2 separate regions of the Mus musculus genome follow, and region 2 is linked to region 1. A link is a contact called in public promoter capture Hi-C data. All regions are on one chromosome and are shown on one strand. The core of a region is the stretch at or near the end of the contact, and the rest is flanking DNA. Distances in the headings are between cores, read along the strand shown.

What was found. Promoter capture Hi-C pulls out the DNA fragments that hold promoters and counts their contacts.
Region 2: a contact with region 1 is called in a promoter capture Hi-C map of liver, with 5 times the contacts expected there. The contact joins the promoter of Ttc13 here to the promoter of Ctu2 in region 1. A contact is called at or near these places in 1 of 39 promoter capture datasets (liver) and 2 of 9 other capture datasets (adipose tissue and liver).

Annotation. Positions count from the first base shown.
Region 1 is chr8:122,473,746-122,478,155 of GRCm38.p6, reverse strand. It overlaps Ctu2 (cytosolic thiouridylase subunit 2), which reads right to left and starts at 2,013. Exons shown (of 15, transcript NM_153775.2): 1 at 1,861-2,013; 2 at 1,567-1,641; 3 at 1,172-1,250; 4 at 920-979. The coding sequence starts at 1,928. Rnf166 (ring finger protein 166) reads left to right here and starts at 2,082. Exons shown (of 6, transcript NM_001033142.3): 1 at 2,082-2,293. The coding sequence starts at 2,139.
Region 2 is chr8:124,719,684-124,724,093 of GRCm38.p6, reverse strand. Ttc13 (tetratricopeptide repeat domain 13) reads left to right here and starts at 2,122. Exons shown (of 23, transcript NM_001373939.1): 1 at 2,122-2,357. The coding sequence starts at 2,132. It overlaps Arv1 (ARV1 homolog, fatty acid homeostasis modulator), which reads right to left and starts at 1,928. Exons shown (of 6, transcript NM_001368372.1): 1 at 1,752-1,928. The coding sequence starts at 1,910.

The DNA of each region.
Region 1 (4,410 bases), core at 764-3,263:
GGCCAAAAGCACTTCTCTGGAAGTATGCTCCAGTCAGTGGACCAAACTGCCTAGGCCTTCCTCCTCACAGGGGTGTGTGGGGCCAAGTCTTCCCTCCTGCATGAGGGCATGTCCTATCTGAATCAGAAACTTCAGAACTCTCCCCAACCCCCAGCCTGTCTCTGACACCTAAGCAACCTGAGACAGCGGCTGAGCCATGGGGAACGCTTTTACCATCTGCTGGGTTCCCCAGAATCCCCAGAAAGTGTTTTGAAATGTAAGAACTGAGGTGACAATACGTGGAGAGCAGGGGCGGAGTCTCCCATGAGAAGCGGTATCAGACACTGACGGCTTCACAGTGAGCTCTCACCTTCACATGTGTAGGTCTGGGGGACCAGCAGGTGACACAAAAGCCACTCAAGTACGACACAGGTCATTCACACTGGAGCAGCACCGCCACTGAGACCTCCCCTACCAAGACAGCCTCTACACTGGCCCCTCTAGCTGGTACCCTACAGTGAGAGAGCATGTAGTTCCCTGCTCTGCATGGGGTCCCTCAAGGAAACCCTGTATACCTCTGCAGGTTCAGACACTCTTAGCTTGAGTCCCGTTCCATCTGCCCCACTCCCTTCTACCTATGCTGCTTCTCCCGTTGTTTTTGGCAAATGCTTCTCTCTGCTCTTTGTCATGATTGGCCAATCTTTGAAACTGTGTCCTAACAAATAAAGCTCAATAGGGATGTAGCCTGGGACCCTGTGTAGGGCATGTGTCTGGACTGCACACCTGCTGAATATATATGGGACATCCTAAAGGTGTCCCAGTTGGGGTGGGGTGGGGTACTGTCTAGTGTTAACCAAAAACTTCCATAGTATAGGCTGAGGAAGGAGGCCCCTGCTAATTCAATCCAGAAGCTTACGCCCAGAAGATGGTGTAGATGTACCTCAAGCACTTGCCAGACCATGGAGCTGGACGAAGGGCCCCCAGACCAGGACAGGAGCACCTGGGGGTGGGAAGGGCAGCATCAGCACGGAGGCATGCATCCGCAATATGAGCATGTCTTGTCCACTTCTTGGACAGCCCCAGACACCAAGTCTACCCTCAATGTCCAGGGACAGTAGGCCAGCTGAAGAAACGAACATAAACGGAAGACAGCAGGGCTGACAGCCGAGCGCCCAGGCACCACACATCGTACCTTCTCCCCAGGAAAGATGACCCGGTTCTTCCCAAGCATGGCTCTGAATTTGTGAACGTAGAATGCCTTGAAACAAACCCTGTAACACAGAAGCAAAGGGAGGCTGGCTGCACCTGCGCAGGAGACTGTGGGATTTTGTTTGACAGGGTCATCTCTGCAGCCCAAGCTGGCCTCAGATCGGAGGTAATTCTCCTGTCATGGACTCTGAAGTGTTGAATTGACGGGTGTGCCTAGTTTAGATGACAAGGGTCGTCACCAGTGGTTCCCACCACTATTTACGGTTAGGGCTAAGCACTTACAAGTTACCGCGCCTTTACAAGAAAACAAGCAAGCCTGGAAAAGGGGCGTGCGGGGGTGGGGGTGGGGTGGGGTGGGGACGGCTGCCCAGATCTCACCTGCAGAAGGCATCTCCCGCTCGTATCACCACCACCGGCAGGCCTTCTGCGCACTTCACACATTTCTGCTCCCGGCTTTGAGAGAACAAGAACATATGTGGCAGAATTCTCGCACCATGGCGGGCTTGGGGGAGTCAGGGTCGCGCTTCCCGGCCCGAGCTGGCGGAGGAAGCGCCAGGCTCACGCGCCAGGGCCTAGGTTTAGTTCTAGCCGCCGACTCACAGCAGTCCCGGAATTCCGGTTGGTGGGGAACCGAAGGGGACTGTCCCCGGCCTGGTGGTAGAAGGTTCTTACCTTGGCCGCGGCACGGGCGGAGGCTCCCGCCGCGCCGGCCCCGCGTAATCCTCACCGGCCTGACACATGGAGGGGTGGGTCCCGACTGCGGAGTGGCGTGAGGAGCCGGCGCGCTGAGATGCCGGCGCGCTGAGATGCCGTCACCGCCGAGCGGGCGCTGTCGTGACGCAACCCGGGGAGGTGGGGCCTGGGCGGTGACGCCAGCGCGGCGCCGTCGCGGCAGTGACGCCGGGTCTGCCGGCCTGGATAGGGGGCGGCGGCGGCGGCCTGCCCCGGGGATGGCGATGTTCCGCAGCCTGGTGGCCTCGGCGCAGCAGCGGCAGCCGCCGGCTGGGCCCGCGGGCGGCGACAGCGGCCTGGAGGCGCAGTTCAGCTGTCCCATCTGCCTGGAGGTGTACCATCGGCCAGTGGCCATCGGCAGCTGCGGCCACACGTGAGAGCGCGCGCCGGGAGCCCGCGGGAGGGGGGTCCGGGCCGGGGTCGTGGCTGGCGGCCGAAAGGAGACGTGGGGAAAGCAGCCCCTGCCCGCCGGCCGCGCGCGCGCCCTGCACCCGCCCCGGCCCCGCGCGTTGCCAACGGCCGCCGGCTGCTTCGAGGGCGGTGGACGCGGCCGCTGCGCCGAGCGCGGGGGTCCGGGCTTGCAGAGATCGGGTGAGCGGGCCGTTGTAAATAAACGACTTGTGGCTTCTGCAACCCACTCTGTTCCACCCCATGTCTACTCGTGTTGACTGTCAAGGAAATGAGTTTCCCTAAAGTTAGGAGAGGGACGCGTTTGGAGCCTGGTGTTTTGTTTTGAAGGACTTGGCCTATTCTGAACAGGAAGCTTCCAGGTAGCGGGGCCTAAAGGGACCCAGACATCAAGCACTTCGTTAGGTGCCCAGCTGAGCCAAGACACCCCCCACCCCCAATCTAGCGGCTCCTCCTCCCGTGTTTCAGGAGCAGAAACTTGAGGATGTGACTCTGCGCGGGAGGGAGCGGTGCTCAGGGCCTTCACAACCCCAGCCTGGTTGGGAGGGAGCCAAGATAGAACGTCTGCTCCATGACCTCCCCACAGTACAGCTCTTGAGATTAGCCGATAGAGAACGGGCAGGAGGAGGACTTGTCAGCAGACAGCCCCTCTGCTTGGGGCAGGACAAGGTGCACCCAGATTGGTGGGAGGCATTTTGCAAACAGAGGCAGCTGATTTTGGAGGCTCTAATGCAGAGGGAACTGGAGCCGCTTGGGTAGGCGTGTGCCTGCGAGTCATACAGGGAGGTGGCAGAGACCTTGTCTCCATCCAGGGCTGCCTTGACTTTCCCTGCCCCCTGTGTCAGGCTGAACCGAAGACTGGATCCCTCTGGAGAGCTCTGCTAGGTTGTCTTGGAAGAGCACAGCTAGCTCCTGCTCAGCCTAATGCTCCTGTGATATTCTAGCAGGAAGCCTTGGATCAGGACCCATTTTTTTGTATGCACGCACAAGTGGGTGTTTTACGGTGTGTTCTGTGAAGTGTTGTCTTTTTTTTTTTTTTTTTTTTTTTACAATCCCTTCACTCGGTGCACACAGGCCACTGCTGCATTCTTCAGTTTGCTACTATTCACCAATCAGTATGTGTTGTCCTCTTAGAAAGGTAGAACACGGGATTGAAAAGCACCTTTAAACCTGTAAACCTGTTCCCATTGCTCCCTCTGCAGGCTTTTATCTGGACAGCGTCACCTTGGGAAGGTGGCCCTGCTTTCTTTGCCAGTTCCGTTTCCCCAGCTGTTCAGTCCTACCTTTAATTCGCAGTGTCTGTTGGGTGTAGCCCTTGTTTAAAATAAGTGTGAGGGTTAAGTTTTCACATCACCTTTTAAAATGTCACTGATCCCTCTGTCTTCACCTCCTGACCAGAAGCTGTTTCCTTCTTGAGGTTTTTTGTGAGTAGAACCCTCCCTACAGAGTTGCTGCACTGCTACCCGGACAAGAGAAGGAGAGGAAGTGGGGAGACTTTGTGGCTGCAGATACAGGCAGGAGGCCTGCCAGTGGCGCCACTGTGGAGGTGTGCTCCAGGAACTATCCCAAGGCCACTGTAGAGGTGTGCTCCAGGCTGTATCCCAAGGCCACAGAGGAGCAGTCTTGAGACTTCACAAAGCAACTTTGCCTGAGGGAACTGGCTGCCTTGAGGGTGGAAGAACACAGGAAGGGGCAATGCAATGGGTGTTCTCTCCCACATTCACGCCCTCAGTTGTGTCACATGGTGGAGAAGCTGCCCTACACCAGCCTCTGTAGATGCAGGCAGGAACTCTCTGTGGGAGAAGTGTGGTCTGGAAACTAGGCCAAGAGCCCCACGTTTCGTTCTACTTCCTCTTGGGGAGAGTCACCGCGTAGACTTGAGACCTCCTCGCCTTCTTAGAGAAGGAGTGCCTTCCTCTGGCCACGCCAGCATCTTTGAAGGCCTGCTCTTCTGGGACCATTTTCCTTTTTCCCAGTGTGGCCTTGCTCTCCCTGTGGGTTTCTCTGAGGTAGAATATAGGGCTGCATGGTTTGTTCATTCAGATCAGGCATGGTGGCTCCTACCTATAAATTGGTAGCACT
Region 2 (4,410 bases), core at 873-3,372, 2.2 Mb before region 1:
ACAGGAACAGAAATCACAGGCAGACCAGGATCACCTTTTAGTCACACCAAACCTAGAAAAAGTCAAGTGCATCGGAGAATTGTAACCCTGTACAACATAACAAAGCAGACTCCTGTCCCCGGGAAGACACCACTGTGAGGAACACCACGCCTCTCCAGTTACCAGTGAACTGGTAGTTGTGCTACCCTCTCAAATGTCAATCTCTAGCTGGGCAGTGGTGGCACACGCCTTTAATCCCAGCACTTGGGAGGCAGAGGCAGGCGGATTTCTGAGTTCAAGGCCAGCCTGGTCTACAGAGTGAGTTCCAGGACAGCCAGGGCTACACAGAGAAACCCTATCTCGAAAAACTTAAAAAAAAAAAAAAAAAAGTCAATCTCTCTGTCAAAATGGAGGCATAGAGGCTAACATTTTTTCAATTACCTGTGAGTTAAGAGCAAGCACTCTTAGATGTCGAGCCCAGGACGGAGGCTCTTCCCAGATCCCCTTTTTCTGCACAGATGTGGAGGTTATATCTCTTCCCCCAAGCCCAGAGATGCACCATTAGTGCCAAGAGAAACTGTTAAAATGGCAAGTCCCTCTCTGTCTTTTAAAAGCTAGCTAAATCCCACTTCTGGACAGTATCCCAAATGTCAGGACAAGGAGGCAGACAAATTTGGAAGCAGGAGGGGAAAGACCAGCATCAGGAAACACAAAACTCCTCCTATTCCTTCGGTATCACTTATCAGCCAGATGTTCGTGCTGTAGATGCGACAGGACAAGAGCTCTCCTTCCCCAGAACTTCATGGGCTCCAAGAAGCTAATCACCTGGAGCCACTCACAATCCTCTAACCTCAGGGACCTGACAGTTTAGAAGGCTAAGACAGCATGCCATCTTGCCATCTGAAGACTGTTACAATGAGAGGCAGTGACCTCTACCCAAAGAACCTCCTTCTACTACCCTGTGTCCATCCATCCTCACATAGGGAGCACGCTGACTTCCTCCATCAGTGGACCTGATGAATCAGTGAGTCCTTTCCCACCAGAACTCTCTCCACTGCTTCCTCCTGCCTTCACTTAAGAGTATAAAGAGGAAACACACAGAGAGACATTCATTCTCTCCCTCCCTCTCTTTCTGTTCTGGACCTCCTGCCTCCATCTCCCAATTGCAGGGATTACAGGCGTGGTGCTGGAGCCGGAATCTAAGGCTGCCCTACATGGCGAGCAACATCCCCGGCCGTGGTAAATGCTTTCCATTTCGGTTAAATTGTTGTATTATTTACTATTAAATTGACAAGTACCCCGATAAGACACAGTTTTCTTCTAAGAACTCTCTACAGTACCAGACCTCAAATACTGCTTCCATCTCCTCAGGATCAACAAGAGAATGACACGCTTCCTGCTACAATTCCTATTTCCTTAGTGAATCACATCTCTCTCCATCACTCGTTTATTCGCTTGAGACACACACTCTCTCTCTCTCTCTCTCTCTCTCTCTCTCGCGGCAATCGAGGCTGGAGTCCAACTCGTGATTCTCCTCCTGCCTGGCATGCGAGTGGAGTGCTGGAGTCATAGAAATGCGCCACCACTCCTGGGTGCCACAAGTCTTAGAACATCTATGGCCTAGGCAGTCTTCAAGCACATCCTTGCTTTCTCTTTCACACCATCACAAGGACCACTCCTCCCCCACGTGCTCAAGCTCCCAGGCCTCGCCCCGGACCACAGCAAGTTCGGATCCGCCTTCCTAGCCGCGCCCCGCCCCCCGGCGCGCTCACGCAGATGGTTATCTTGAGCACGCCGTGGCTGTAGTCCCGGTACAGCTCCTGAGCCTCTCGGTTGCACTCGATACAACGATACAGGCAAGAGGAAGAAGTCGCCGCTGCGCCTTCCGTGCCTTTCCCGGACCGCGTCCCCCTACGCCCGCCGGTCCCCATGGCCACTCTAGGGCTCCTGCTTCCGGCCGCTGGCGGAAGACGCCTGGACTGGCCTTGGGAGGGGCACCCAAGGGCTTACTGGGACTTGTAGTCCAAGCGCTGAATGAGTGCTTGAGGCTAACAGGGCGAGGACTACAACTCCCAGCGGGTACTGCGGCTGCGCGCCGCGCCCACCTGCCCGCGGCGGGCAGAGCAGGGCCGCGCCTGCGCCGTGCGGGAAGATGGCACCTGCCGGCTGCGGCTGCGGCTGCTCGGGCAGCTTGGGTGCTGCGGTGGTGCGGCCGCTGCTCCTGCTGCTGGGGGCGCTGGCCTGCGCGCGGGCCACCGAGCACTACTCTCCGCTGTCCTTGCTGAAGCAGGAGCTTCAGCACCGGCAGCAGCAGGAGGCCCCGGCGGGCGGCGGCTGTCCGCAGTCGGGGGACTGGGCGGACCAGTACCCGGAGTGCGGTGAGTGGGCCGAGCCGCCCTCTCCCTGGGCCGCCCCTGCCCAGCGTGGAAGCATCTGGGAAGTGGGGGCACCGGGGATGGGCTCAGGTGGGCGGCGGGGATAAGGACCTGCCTGGAGGGTGCCTGCTGGCGTGCACGGGCCAGGAAGTCAGACTTCTTTCTGCTTGCTCCGGTAGGTGATTTGCCCGATCCCCACCTCAGGAATCCAATCTTGAGAGGTGCAAGCAGGTTGGATTTGCGGGGTGACATGAGCACTGACCCGTGCTCCTCAGATGTACCCCCAACGGTAGAGAGAGAGCTTCAGGCCTGATTCCTGCGTGCATTCCAGCTGCTCAGGCTCATTCATTGGTCAGGCTCTGGGCAAAATGCACATGCTCTTTCTGTTTTGAGTTGTACAGTGGGCGTTTTTACCCATCAGTACCCTCTCCACTCTCCCTTCCCCTCAGTGGGTGTCCCTCCGACTTGCCGTGGGGAAGGTCTGGGTCTTCTATACCTAGTAGCAGCTGGCTGATAATGCCTTTTAAAACATCCCACCAATGTTCAGCACCATATGCCTACCCAAACACTACCTAGTTTCTTAGCTGAGATGCAGTCTCAAGATTAGTGCAATCTGACTTCCTTTGAGCACCATCTGACTTCTTGGAATGGCTTTTGGACTTATTTTGTGTCTTGGCTTTGCCTCCCAACACTGTTGCAGCTGATGTGGCCAGCATTCCTTAGTGAATCGAATGACCATTGTTAATGTCACCTCCTGATTCAGGGCAGGGGGTTACCTGTCTGTGAACTTGTCTGTAAATAGGAGACTCCGTTTACTTGACTATGAGGTTTTGTTTTTGAGAAAGGGTCTCTCTGAGCCCAGGCTGGCCTTGAACTTGCATTTACCACGATCCTTCTCTACAAACCCTCCAAGTTGGGCTTACAAGTGTGAGCTTCCATGCTCAACTTTACAGACAGATTTTGTCTTAACCACCAAAGGCTCTTAGTAGGAAATGCCTCTCTTCTGTTTGTCCCAATCCTGGACGATTACATGGAAGTTGGACTCTGTGACGCTTACCTCAGGCACCTGTCCTAGACTGTGGGGACAAATTCAGGACAGGCAAGTAAGCGTGTCATAGCCGAGGGGCTATTCTCATCAGTATTTACAGCCCCCATACCACCAACACAATGGTCTGCTCTAGATATCCAGAACCTCTCAGGTCTCACAAATCAGACAGGTCTGACCTCACCACGAGGGCACCTTTGGAATACCGTGGTCACTTTCTTACCTGCCCACGTCAAGCCAGACTCTAGACTTGGGGCAAAGAGCTGCAGCGTTATTCTCAGGTGCCAGTTGCTGAGGGGTAGATGCCTGCTTGGGTCTCAGTGTGCAGCTTACTTGCTCAGGCTCAGTCTCACACTGCAGCACCCCCTATGGTGGAGGAGAAAATGGTTCCAGTGAGAGCAAGTGGATCAGGCTGGAGGTGTCCGTCAGCAATGGCTGGCCCTGCTGGTCCCGGGTAAAGTGAACCTGGCCAACCTGCAAGGATGCTATGTGTCTCTGCAATGTTTTCGATCCTATTTTCCCATGAGAAGGTTTTTTTGTTTTTGTTTTTGTTTTGTTTTGTTTTTTTTTAAATATGATTTACTTATAGTTTTGTCTTTGTGGAGGGCGGTAGGTGTGTGCAGGTGGCCATAGAGGCCCGCAGAGGCCAAAGCGGGCATCTGATCACCTGAAGCTGGAGTTACAGGTGATTGTGAGTGCTAGGAACCAAACTTGGGTCTTAACCCCTGGGCCTGCTTCAGACCTGAGAGAATAATCCTACTCTTTTAGGAGAAGAAACTACCTGCTATATTATTTGTTCTTGCTTTCCTCTTTTTCTTTTTCTTTTTCTTTTTCTTTTTCTTTTTCTTTTCGTTTCTCTTCTTTGTTTGTTTCTTTCTTTTGCTTTATTTTGGCCTAGGCTGGAACTCACTATGTAGCTCAGGGTGCCCTTGAGTTGGTGACAGTCCTCCTGCCTCAGTCTCTTGAGTGCTGAGAATAAAGGCATGTGCCTCAAAACCTGAGAAACTTATT